Linked DNA regions of Sus scrofa: region 1 is linked to region 2. Evidence: chromatin contacts called from public Hi-C data. All regions are on one chromosome and are shown on one strand. Each heading gives the region's core, a stretch centred on a gene start, on an enhancer-like site or on the middle of the called end of the contact. The rest is flanking DNA. Distances are from core to core; before and after follow the strand shown. Region 1 holds the start of NRP1 (neuropilin-1). Region 2 overlaps NRP1 (neuropilin-1).

Region 1 (5,633 bases), core at 2,780-5,279, 140 kb after region 2:
TCTGCTGAGTTACAGAGGCATTAGCTGGCTCTGCTCACGGCAGGCACAGCAACATGGTTTTAACCAGTCAAGGCACTGATTGAAGTGCAGGCTCTTAACATTCCCCAGACTGCTGCTAAGAAAATTAAGAAATACATATATTTCTTATATATGTGCACGCACACACACACAGAGTTCACAACCTAAAGTCTGAAAGCTGTTTGCATTAGGTTTCAAATCCATCCTATGAACACCTCCACCAATTTCATCTCCGGAGCTGTGGAGGGCAGAGGTTGGGTGACTGCGATTTCTAAAGTCTTACCACTTGAGCTCTTTCAATTGGAGGCGACTGTTATTTCATCCTCTGCCAGATTATGGAACGATGCCATCAACTCAGGTTCATTAATAAATTGAACTCCACATTCACAATTGTGTGTGTGTGTGTATTTTCCAAGCATATCTTCTGGAACACTGCTTGGTAGCTGTTGGGGGAAATCTATTGCTTCAATCGGAAATCTCCTAAAAGCATATTAGAGATTAACTTCCACCCTAAAGATGTGATTTGGCCTGAACCCCTCCACTCATGGTCTCTTATTAAAACAACACACTACCGTAAGTGGCTAAGTGGCGGAGGGTCTTTCCTTCTAATTACTCTGATTGAAATCTAAGCCAGACAAAAGTAAATATTTGATAATTAGTTAATAATAATTGCAGAAGACTCCCTGTAAAGATAATGCCATCCCCTTCCTCCACCAACGTTACAGTGGAAGTCAAACATGCCTACAACCAGATCCCATTTTTAAACACATTATTTAGATTATGGGATACTGTTTATAACCCAGCACGGTCTTCCATTTACTTAACAGTGAGTGGTTTTAAAAGCTAAGTGGAAGCTGCAACTAGGTTAGGGATTTTCAGATATCCTGGTGCCTAGCACTGTATATATCGGATTCCTTTATTGACACGCTGTAACTTTCATTCATACTCCAGATGGATCGCGGCCGATTTGCAAAAGCGGAGGAGGGAGTTCCATCCACCAGCAAACCGCTCTCTCCTGCAGGCACCCACTAGAGGAAACAGTTCGGAGGAGCTGCCAGAGAACCAGGAAGTTCTCCCGGTAAAGTGTTCGTTCATTAACTTTCAACAGCCATCAGATTTTTGAAAGGGAGTCTCATCTAATTGCCTTTGGGAGGAAACATTATTAAGATAATTGGTGTGCTGATATGGCAAGGTAGGCAGTTCTGCCGTGTAGCAGAGGTAGGAAAAGCCCCGCAGCCAAACAACCAACTTCAGGAGGGAGCCCGAGCACTTGCAATCTCCCTGCCCTCCACCGACAGACCTTATTTCTTTATTCTTTCCGCCTGGATAAAAGTTTCCTTCGCGCGGGAAGCCGCTCTTCCCGGTGGATCCAGGCAGCTCGGCGCGGGTCCGGCGGCCGGACGCAGGCAGCCGGAGCCGGGCTCACCCCCGCGGCCGCGCGCCTCCGCCTGTCACTTACCGTTGCGAAGAGCGCCGGCCGCGCCGAGGGCCAGGGCGAGCGCGGCGCACAGGAGCGGCAGCCCCCTCTCCATCCTCCCTTCGCCGGGTCCTCGGGCAGGCGCGGGAGAACCGAACGTGCGGGGAAAACAGAGCGCCGGGGCGATCTCCACAATCCGGAGCGTTTCCACTCCGCCCAGAGCTGTAAAATCCTCAGTCCGTCTTGGAGAAAGGAAAGCGGCGAGGCACTGCCTTGATCCGAGAGAAACGCTCCTCTTTTTGTGTCTCAAGTCGCCTGCATCCTGTCATTTAGCTCCGGTTTCCTCTCTCTTTTCCCACACTTGTTCCTCTTCCAGGAGTCACTGCCCGGGCCATGTCTCAAAAAAAAGGGGGGAGTGGGAGGGGGGAAGAGGGAGGTAGGGAAACACACACCAACGCCAATTTCCAGAAAGAAGAGAGAAAAAAAATCCGGCTTGTTTCTGGACCCGTTGGGGCCGAGGAGCTGGCGCCCAGGGGAGGTCCGGGGTGTCTGCACGGAGGAGAGGAGCAAGCAATGAAAAGATGAGCGGGAGACGGAGGAGTTTCACCAACTGCACCCCCGCCTCCCCCACCTCCTCCGCCCCCTCCCCTTCTGGAGCCCTTCCCTCCCTTCCTCCCGCCCCTCTCCCCGCACGGGCTCGCCAGCAATTGCCTGACAGGAGACCCGGAGGAACAAGTTTCCCTCCGTGTGCGTTCCCCATCCGTCTGTCCGTCTCTCCGCAGGCCCTGCAGGGCTCTCCCCGGTGAAGGGAGACGCCGGGGGATCTGCCCAGGGCGGGAGAGCGGGTGTGTTTGGGAGGGGGCTTCGAGGTCTTGGCAGCGCCAGGGTCGGGCTAGCCCACCTCGGCGTGATCGCTCGGGCTCCAGGGGAGAGCTGAGCAGCTCGCCCAGGATCTCGGGCTCTGCCGCCGAGGCAGGCGGCGCGCCCGGGAGGTGGTGGCGGCTTCTCCCAACTCCGAACCCCCGGGAGGCGCTCGCGGCGGCGGGGTCGTGACCTGGGGCAGGAGCAGCAGGGCGCCCCGGGCTCTGTGGGCGAGTCCCTAAGGGGCTGGGGAAACCTCGGCTGGGGTGGGGGACGCACCCCGTGTTGCTGCCACGTAGAGCCGAGTCAGAAGACTCGCGCGGGAGAGGCTGGGCTGCAGAACCACCCGGCTTCCCTACTGGGTATCGGGGCGCGCGGCTGGGCGCCTGGCGTGCCCGGGTGCCCGTCGCGCGCCGCGGGCTCCATTGTTACCCGAGATACAGTGCCCTCTCCTCCGGGGCAGAGGGGACGCCACAGGGTAGGAGGCAATGCGCCTTCCAGCTAGGGGGCAGTCGTCGCCTGACCCCGCCCAGCCTTCTGACTGAGAACCCAGGTGCTCCGGGTTTGGAAATTAGGGGTCCGGTGGCCGCGGTTTGTGTGCATCCCGGACCAGCGAGAACGGGGGCGGGAGTTGCTCTTGGCAGGACTCTCACGGCGCCCGCTCGGGCCACAGGCCATTGTCACGCCGGCCCTCCAGCTCCTGCCCACCCCCGCCTCCTAAGGCGGCGCGTCCTCACTGTGGGTTGGATGCCCCCCAGTTCCATCCCCGAGGACTTTCCGGGAACTGCTGCAGAAAGCCTCTGCGGATATGAATAGCAAGGACATCTCAGGGAACAAACAGGTTTTGGCCGCAGATCAGGCCCTTGAGAGGGGTAGATGCCCGCGGAGGAGTTCGCAGGGAAGGTGAAAAGGTCAGACACCTTCTGGAAACCGCGCTTCTGTGCACACCCCAAAGCAGAGCCCTATTCCTACCTGGCGCAAAGAGCTGGCAAAAAAAAAAAAAAAAAAAAAAAAAAAAGATTTAGGAATGTTGGCAAGGAGACCCTGGTCAAAGGTTTTGGCGGAAGAACTGGGGGCGGGAAGGGAGAGAGGCAGCCCAGGGCGCGCGGGCCCCAAGCTAGGGCTCGGCGGTGGCGGTCGCGGCTGGACGCCCGTGACGCGCGCTGGTTGGGGCGCAGGCGGGCCCTTGGCCGCGCGGAGCTGCACCCCGGGTTCGCCGCCTGCGCCCGGGGAAGTCCCCGCCTCCAAGTTGGAGACCAGCCCCCTGGGTGCTGCGAGTCGCCCTCCCTCTCGAGCGCCTTTTCGCCCTCACCGGTTTCCTCCTGCTCTGCTCTGAGACCCCCACGCCGGGTGGGAAGGTGGCTGAACTAGGCCGGGAGTCCAACGCCGGGGTGGAGCGGAAGGGGCAGTGGCGGGGCGAGAGGGGGCGCCAGTCGCGCCTTGCGCAGACCCGGGGGAGCCGGCGCCGCGGAGGGAAGCCCAGGCGCTTGGCGACCGCGGGCGCGCGACGCCTCCCCCCAGCCTTCCTCTCAGTTCCCGGAGCACCCCCGCCAGTCCCAGTGCCCGGCTGCTCGGGACGAGCGGCGTCATCAGATTTGGCGCGACCCCGGGCGACCTCAGCCCAAGGCTCGGAGGGAGAGGCGCCTCTCCGAACCTGGCGGGTCGACAGAGAAGAGGAAAGCCGGCGGCACAGCTCGGGGGCGTCCTGGAGTCACGGACGCCCACCCCCTTCCTAGTGGGAACTACGCGGCCACGCGCGCACCGGGGACCGGTTTTGACCCGTCGCTGCCTCCGCGGGGTGAGCGAGGGGGCATAGGCGAAGACTTGAGCTGTGTTGTTTTTAGAAAACTGCCGCCAATCTCTCTTCCCCTTTCCCTGCTGAGTGTGCATTTCCCAGCCTGTACCCACCAGGCTGACAAAGTCACCAGACCTTGCACTCAGGGAGGCACTACCCCCGCTCGGCAACCTCGCCCTCGCCGCCTTCCCGCGCCCTCCCGCCTTTCCCAGGGATAGGCTCCTCCCTCGGGCCCAGGCGCAGAAAACCCTTGTCTCTTTTCTTGCTCACTCGTTGAGCATTTTGCCAGCCTTTCTCCAACCAACTAACAAGACACGCAGTATGTACTCTGGGGGAAATATCGTATTTAAGTTATGCCTCTGATTTTTCTGGTCTTAGCTGATCTGAGGCTTTTCTCGACTCCGGAGTTTACACACGTAGTGCTGGGTAATGGGAGCCCTACCGCACTGATTGATAATTGCCTGCTAGTGGGTTGGTACGGAGCAAATTGTCCTTGCTAACAACCTCTTTCCTCTGCTGCTGGATCCCACTAAGTGCCGAAAAGGGTCAGTTTTAGATTTCTGCAGTTTCCCGGCAAGGGAGACAGACCGACCTATATGTGAGGGTAAGTTATAGACAGAGGAAGAATTTGGCAGTCTTCCTAGGTTGATTTGATTTTGGTCTCCTGAGCACATCACTCTTCCCACCATCACAAATCCCAGACCAGGTGGGACCCTGTTCCACTAAAGGGCAGATGGATCACCATACTTCCCAGATGCCAGGCAGAGGCCTCGGATGGGCGATGCCCTGCTCCGTGGACTCCCAGGAAGGGGTTATTACATGAAGAAAGCCTGAGCTGGGCTGGGACCTAGGCCCATCATTAAGAACAGACTGGGTGGTAAATGTATGGTTTCTTTCATCAAGCCCTCATCAATTTGTCAGAAATAAGGTGAGATCCACTGCTCCCAGAAGGCTGTTTGAGCCACTAACTTCCTCAAAGTATTTCAGGTTGGTGCATATGGAGATGCAGGTTGGTATTTCAGAACTATATCAAATCTTAGTCAAGTTTTTTTTTAAAGCATCAAATCCACATATTTCAGCATATTTTTAGTAGGAGCTAACCTACATCTGAAATGTAAAAAATGAAAGAAGTGAAACAGAAAAGATTAAAAATTGGAATTTAGGTTAATTTCCCATTATTCAAAAGATTTTGGTTAAAAATGGCACTTCTGTTAAATGACTCTATTGTTCAAGGGGTGTCTTGGACCTCATGTAGAGCTGTCTCCTTTATTTGGACTGGCAGAGGAAAGAAGAAAATGAACAAATAAACTTTTACTTTCTGATCCTTCATTTTGGGCCTTTTAAAAGGTACCTTGAAAATTCTTCAAATGTTGGAGAAAAGACAGTCATCTAAAAATTAAAACAAAGTTACAATGTAAACTTTCTGGAATGCAGAACATTTGTTTGATAACAAGATGTAGGAAGACAATGCTAAATTTTGACATATGTGAATAGATTCAAAAGATTTGTTGGTATTAGACATTAGGGCCAGAACTTGAAAAA
Region 2 (6,099 bases), core at 735-3,234:
CCCTGAAACTGCAGACCCCGGAAACTGCCCAAAGTAACACTTTCTCTAATTCAAAGAAATGAGCCACAGTGAACCCTCCTTACCTGTGTGATCCTGAATTGGCCCCGTCTTGCTGGTCAACACGCTCCATTTGAGCTGCACGTGACTGTCATGCTCCCAGTGACAGAAGGTCTTGTGAGAACCCCAGCCAAACTCACAGTTAAAACCATACGTTGGAAACTCTGCAGGTAGAAAGGAAAAATGGAGACAAGCAGAGGAAGACAGATTTAATGATTTAGGTCAGAAAGGCCCTTAATTTGTTTATGGAAAGCATGATTTATGTAACTTAATATCTGTTTAAATTCTGGGAAATCCAAAAATCCAACGTTACCAGGAAACTCAAAAGATGCATGGAGATGTCAAAAGGTTTGCAAAATCACATTTAGTAATTTTTTTTTTTTTTAAACCCAGCTCCCAAAAGATTATGGACTGCCTGTCAACTTGGGTTTTACATAAAACTTCCAGGAAGGTTCCCTTGCAAAGCTTGCCTGTGACATCTGCAGCATTCGCCCCGTTTCCACAATATTTAATATGAAAGATGGTCTGTTCTTGAGGATGAGTCATATAAACTGATATCCACCAACGAAAAGAATCTTAATTAGAGACTGACCCGTGAACCTCAAAAATCTAGAAACGTGACTTGGCTGAATATCTCACCCTGGAGGTTATCTGTATTCTCGCCACACCAGCATAGGCTCCAGGATTTTACTGTCAGATCACTGAAGCATTTCATGAGATTATTTTTTACTTCTGTGCTTTATATCAGGTCAATTAATTTCAAGTGTAAGTCTCTGCTTTTCAAGTGAATTTTCAGATTTGCATAGAAATTGTTCACTCCACTTAAAACCTCAATGCAAGGTCCAGTAAAGCCAGAGCATATTTGAATAGGTACCCATTTGTATTTTTTTTTTTAACCTTCTAAATGCTTCCTTTGGAATCTAAGAAGAAATTATGAATGGCTTCTCAGGAATGATTTGCCTTTTGTGTTCTACCTACAAGGTGCTATTTGATTGTGAGATTTTTATGCAACCTCTATAGCCTTATTTTTTACTGAACTCCCTTTTTGGGAAAGTAGCTTAATTTTTTAAGGATGGGGAAAATGAAGTCTTTGATGCTGGGAATTTTGGGGGGTAAACTTGAGCTAACAATGAAAATAATCCTAAAGATAAAATTCTCCGGCTCCTGTCGGTCCCACTCTTCCATCCATAAAATAAACACATGACAGTGGCTGTTTTCTCTAATGAGGGAGGGTCATGCTTTTCACTGAGTTCAGGCGTCCACGAGATGGCAGCATTGAAACGGGGACAAAGGTGCCCAGGGCAGCTTGCCAACTGATCTAAAGAATAAGTCTCCAAACAATCTCCCTGTACAGTAAGGGAAGTATGTATTATAAGCTGTATTAGCATCAGGTTGAGAAGCCTAACTCGTTTTGATCTTTTCTTTAACTTCGTCTAAGTGTTTAACACAAAGATCTTGCTTTCTTCTGGAGCCTGGGTTCCACTGCCCCTCCCCAACCCCGACAATGGCGGGGGAGGGGGGTTTCAATGGAAAGATGTATTGAACAGATAAGGATGATTTACTTTGCCTTCTCGGTTTCCGAGGAACTCTTTTCAAATGCTAATGTGAAACTTGGAAGGAAGGCGCACGATATGCATGATCAAAATCTAGCAGGATGGATTCTCCCTCCCAATGACAGTGTGACCCACCAAAGGGTTCACAAGGCCAGCTGGGGAAGGGAAACCCAGCAAAGCCACCTGATGTGCATAATGTGAGCATTTTCAGTTAGTGCAAAGGGCTGTATTTCACAGCAATAGTGTCACTGGAGAGATATACTCCATGTCTAGTCCATCATAACCGTAAAATAGGACTTTTGAAAGCGTGAGAAACCCTCTCCAAAATCTGCTCCCCTTCTGTGCAGCAAGACTGAATCCAGGAGATGAAGTGTGGTCAGCTGGACACTGAAGAATGGTTGAACTCTGGATGTCAACACCCATGGTCCCGGAATGTGGTGTTGTGTAATCTCATATTAGAGAATGTTAATATTGGAAAATGCGACTACGTGTGTGGTTTGGGGTTTGCTCCTTAAATGTCATTTATAGGACATGTACAAAGAGGAGGGCAGTGGGCCATTACGGCATACACATTTCTGGTTATATTGGCCTTGTCAATACATTGAATTTATTATATAATTTATAGAAAACCACACCATCCATGAGTTGGCTATTACTCTTCTGGTGATATCATAAAGTATGTGAACTTGGGTATTTTTGTAATGGCCAGGACAGAGGACAGCTTTGCCTGAAGGAGGAATTCAGGCATTTCTCCTGCTCCAGTGAATGGAAATCAGGCTTTACCTTCTACTGCTTCTTTCCAATCTATAAATTTAACATGATGATCTGCTCTAACTTTTTGTATTTCACCACTCGTTTATTTCCTTGTTCCAATCATATAATTTATGGCAATCTTGTTAAATTAAAATAATTTTTTTAAAAAATCAGTGTCTTTTGTGGAGACAGGGGTGGAGTCAGAGTAGCTCACAGCTGAAGATTCAAGCCTGGCTAAAAAGACTACTGAAAACTGAAAATACACACAAACATTTCTAGAAGGGGGGGGGGGAGATAGGCAGAGAAGAAAAGAGAAAAGAGCAATGAAATGAATATACAGGACTACGTGTGTGTGACCTTTCAATCTTCAAAAGAGTACCCAGGCCCTGTGGCTGCACAGTTCTCATTAAATTCATTGGGAATAATCTGGCTAAATCCCCTCTTGACTCTTAAAAATAGCAGGAAACAATATTCTGAACTTAAAACAAATTGATAGCTGCTGTGAGCCAGAACTGGCTGTGCCTGGTGGATCTAGCTTGCCTGCAATTAGATCATTAGCACTGTATATGCACAAGGATTTGATTTTCAAATCTGGTCTTTAGAACTTCTACGGAGTATGTGTGCTCGCTTACTCATAGGCTGGTCTTTCAGGGGGAATACGTGGAGGTGCCCAGGTCCATGTCACCAGAGGTCACACACGGACTCTGAACTATTCCATGGAATGTTTGAGGATCCTTGGAAGGCAAGAGGCTTCACCCACCAGGCAGAGCTTGATTTAAAATGCAGGGCTTCTCATCAGTTCCTGGCAGAGCATCAACAGACTTTTATGCATCTAAGTACAACCCAGACTGTATATGAATATTATATGCCCCCTATAATGTTATATATATACTACATGCCCCGTATATATAATATATTGAGAAGAATCCTCAATGTGAAATCTTCAGATTCTGATTGAGTCTCTAGTGGCTTCAGCAAGTCAGATGATGAGGACAATTTAGGGTCTGATTTGCTGCTGCTTGTCAAGGTGCCTGCAGGATAGGGGGGATCCAGGTATCAGCAGGTGGGTACTGTTCTCCACGGGGTGAACACCTCAGTCAGACCTGGCCTCTGACTCCACACACACTCAAGTCCTAAGCATTGGCTTAGCCAGGAGGTGACAGTGAACAGAACTCCTCAAAGAAGTCAGACAGTTCACTACTCACAAATGAAGACCTTGGGAACCAGATTCATGACTCGGGCAATGGAAAATAGGAAACCAAGCTGAGCTGGAAAGGGCTCTGGGGTGACTGTGAGCCAGACCACCCCTACTGGTAAGCCCTGTGGTTCTGCATCAGAGAATAACAAACCTGACTCCGTTTTGGATCTATCCCTTTAGCTCCAGCCCTTGTTGGTATGCTGCCTGTGCTTGGGCATGCTGGCTCTGCACCTTTTATAAAAGAATGCTGCCTATAGCCTGAAATTCACAGAACAGCCCATTCTCAAGGCTGACCTTGAAAGGTGTAACACATATAGTGAAAAAAAGGTGCAGATCAGAAAATAACAATGGTCTTGTTGGAGGTTTATAGGAATATTATGATCAGACTTATGTGGACGCTGCAAGAACAAAGGATTCCTGTACTAAGACGTTTGCAACCACCAGCTACATCCCTTTCCCTTTTGGTATAAAAGAAGTTTGAGTTCTAACTGGGAGAAACATGGTTCTTTGGACACTAGTCCACCGTCTCTGTCTGCTGGCTTTCTGAATAAAGTCACGATTCCTTGTCCCAACACTTTGCCTCTTGGTTTATTAGCCTGCCAAGGGATGAGCAGTATGAGCTTGGGCTCAGGATAGTTTGACACAAATTTGTTCAGATGGTAGTACCTCTGCCCTTGGACCACGGCTCCTCTGTGAAGCCCTTATGCCAGTGGCCTTGAACTCTTGCACAAGTCAAAAGTTCACAATGCTGTTCCTGCTCTTCCTGCTCGGATATTTCAGACCTCTGACACTGAGGGAGAGTTAGCCTGTTTGGGGATCTGATATACCTTTCCATTTTTGTCAAGGCTGTTGTACAAGCTAGCTGGCAACTTCCTAGTGGTTGTAATGAACTATTTGGCAAGAAGAAAAACTACAGCAAGAGCGAAAATATTTGTTACATTATTAGAACTTTGCTTGTTCACTTCACCCTTCTTCCCTGTGACAGAGGGTCAGAGAGAGGCTGCAGGCAGTTCCCCCCAGAAAACCAATCTGATGGGGCTGAGGGTGAAAAGGAAACCGGGAATTTCCAGGGGGAAAGACAGGAAGCAAGCAAGAGGCAGGTCCACCCAGGAGGCCTGGATGGTCAGCCAATCCCTGAAGGCCACGTTTTATAACCTGCAGAGATGTGGGCGGGGCCTCTGCATTGTCAGAATCGAGGCGCGCACACTATTTTCCTCTCTCACCTTCAGTATTTGGGCCTGTTTGAGCTGAGTGGTAGCAGGGATTCCGGCCACTCTGAGCACACCCCAGGGCAACCTGGGGTTAAGTTCCACCAAAGGGAGGTTTATTTTGCAGTTTAATCAGGTTGAGAGTGACAGCACCCTTTAAGGAAGGATGCTAATTAGAGCGGTCCTTTCTGCCTTCTGCTGGCTGGGGAGGGGCTGCTGTTGAGGAAACACTGATGTACACCACATGCCCCATTAATAAGTGACCATGGAGGCCAAGGTTGAGTGCACTTCGAGAGAGGAAGTGGGAGAAGCTGGTGAGCAGACCTGTTCACCTCAGTGCAACGATTAACTTTAAAGTATGTAAAACCTCTGTTTGCTTATACGGACTGTTTCCCTCGTGTGTGTCGGTGGGGAAGACTTTCAAAACATACTAACAAAATACAAGAGAGTGAGGGGGAGGCCCCCGTTCCCCTGTGGCCGGGCCCTGATCAACAGCAACCCGGGGGCTCTAAAAGGCATCACGGGGCTCTATGAATAAAAGGCTTCGGAGGTGCCCTTCCCGAAGATGCGCCTCTCCTGGTGCAGTGCCAGCTCTGGTTTCCTGCACCCCTTCCCATGACCCGCCCACTGGAAACGCAGCTGTAAAACTGCCAACTCCGTGGCAGGCAAAACTGACAAACTTCGCCTGTCTGGGATTTGCAGAGTGGCGATGAGAATAAATAGGCAGGCTGCTGCCTGGGAGATTTCCTTCTCCTGAGTTTGCAAACACAGTCCGGGTCCTAGATGTGCAGCGTTTAAACAAAGTATGTTCCTCAGTTCCTTCCGAGGAGAGCGGGGATTGTCACCATTTGGCAGTGAGTGATGGAGAAGGAAATCGCGCTTCCTGTTGCACATACATGTGGATGGAAGGAAGGCGGTGTCGAAGACTCCTGCTTGGGGACCAGATGCTGGTGGCACCTCTGCTAGGACTTTGAGGGGAATGGGAACTGACAGGAGTGGGGATGCGCTATTTCAGGGGGAGAAGACAGGTACGAGGGAAATGGACCACTTTTCCCTTGTATTTGGTACCTGATTGTATAGTGCTGTCTATGATGGTTGGCTTCTCTGTGGTCAGCACGGTGGTCCCTCCTGAAACACAAAGACAGTAACATTCGGAGATGAGAAGAAAGGCAGCATTGCAGGTAATATGCAGCAGAGACGCTGTATGCATAGGTACATCTGTCAGAAGCACATGGTTCCTTTAGATCATCCTGGATCCAGCTATAGGAATTGTCTTATTTAAATTTTGCTCACCACAGTATCAAATTCAAATAAGCCATTATTTTTGACC

What was found. A called contact is a pair of places that touch in the nucleus more often than the background predicts.
Region 1: a Hi-C map of liver shows a contact between it and region 2, with 2.5 times the contacts expected there. The contact joins the promoter of NRP1 here to the enhancer-like site in region 2. A contact is called at or near these places in 1 of 5 promoter capture datasets (liver), 20 of 47 Hi-C or Micro-C datasets (alveolar macrophages, blood, brain and 12 more) and 2 of 2 datasets of contacts at active chromatin or transcription factors (alveolar macrophages and skeletal muscle).

What each region holds. Positions count from the first base shown.
Region 1 is chr10:56,426,803-56,432,435 of Sscrofa11.1, forward strand. It overlaps NRP1 (neuropilin-1), which reads right to left and starts at 4,030. Exons shown (of 18, transcript XM_021064971.1): 1 at 3,609-4,030; 2 at 1,478-1,984. The coding sequence starts at 1,550.
Region 2 is chr10:56,293,822-56,299,920 of Sscrofa11.1, forward strand. NRP1 (neuropilin-1) reads right to left here. Exons shown (of 18, transcript XM_021064971.1): 13 at 5,838-5,897; 14 at 84-221. Among named protein-coding and RNA genes, the nearest start is that of NRP1, 130 kb to the right of the region's middle. Within about 2 kb of position 1,985, at least 4 of the 83 cell types and tissues checked have an H3K27ac peak or open chromatin away from gene starts, as enhancers often do. A contact at or near this core is called in fetal liver and liver, where this site is marked.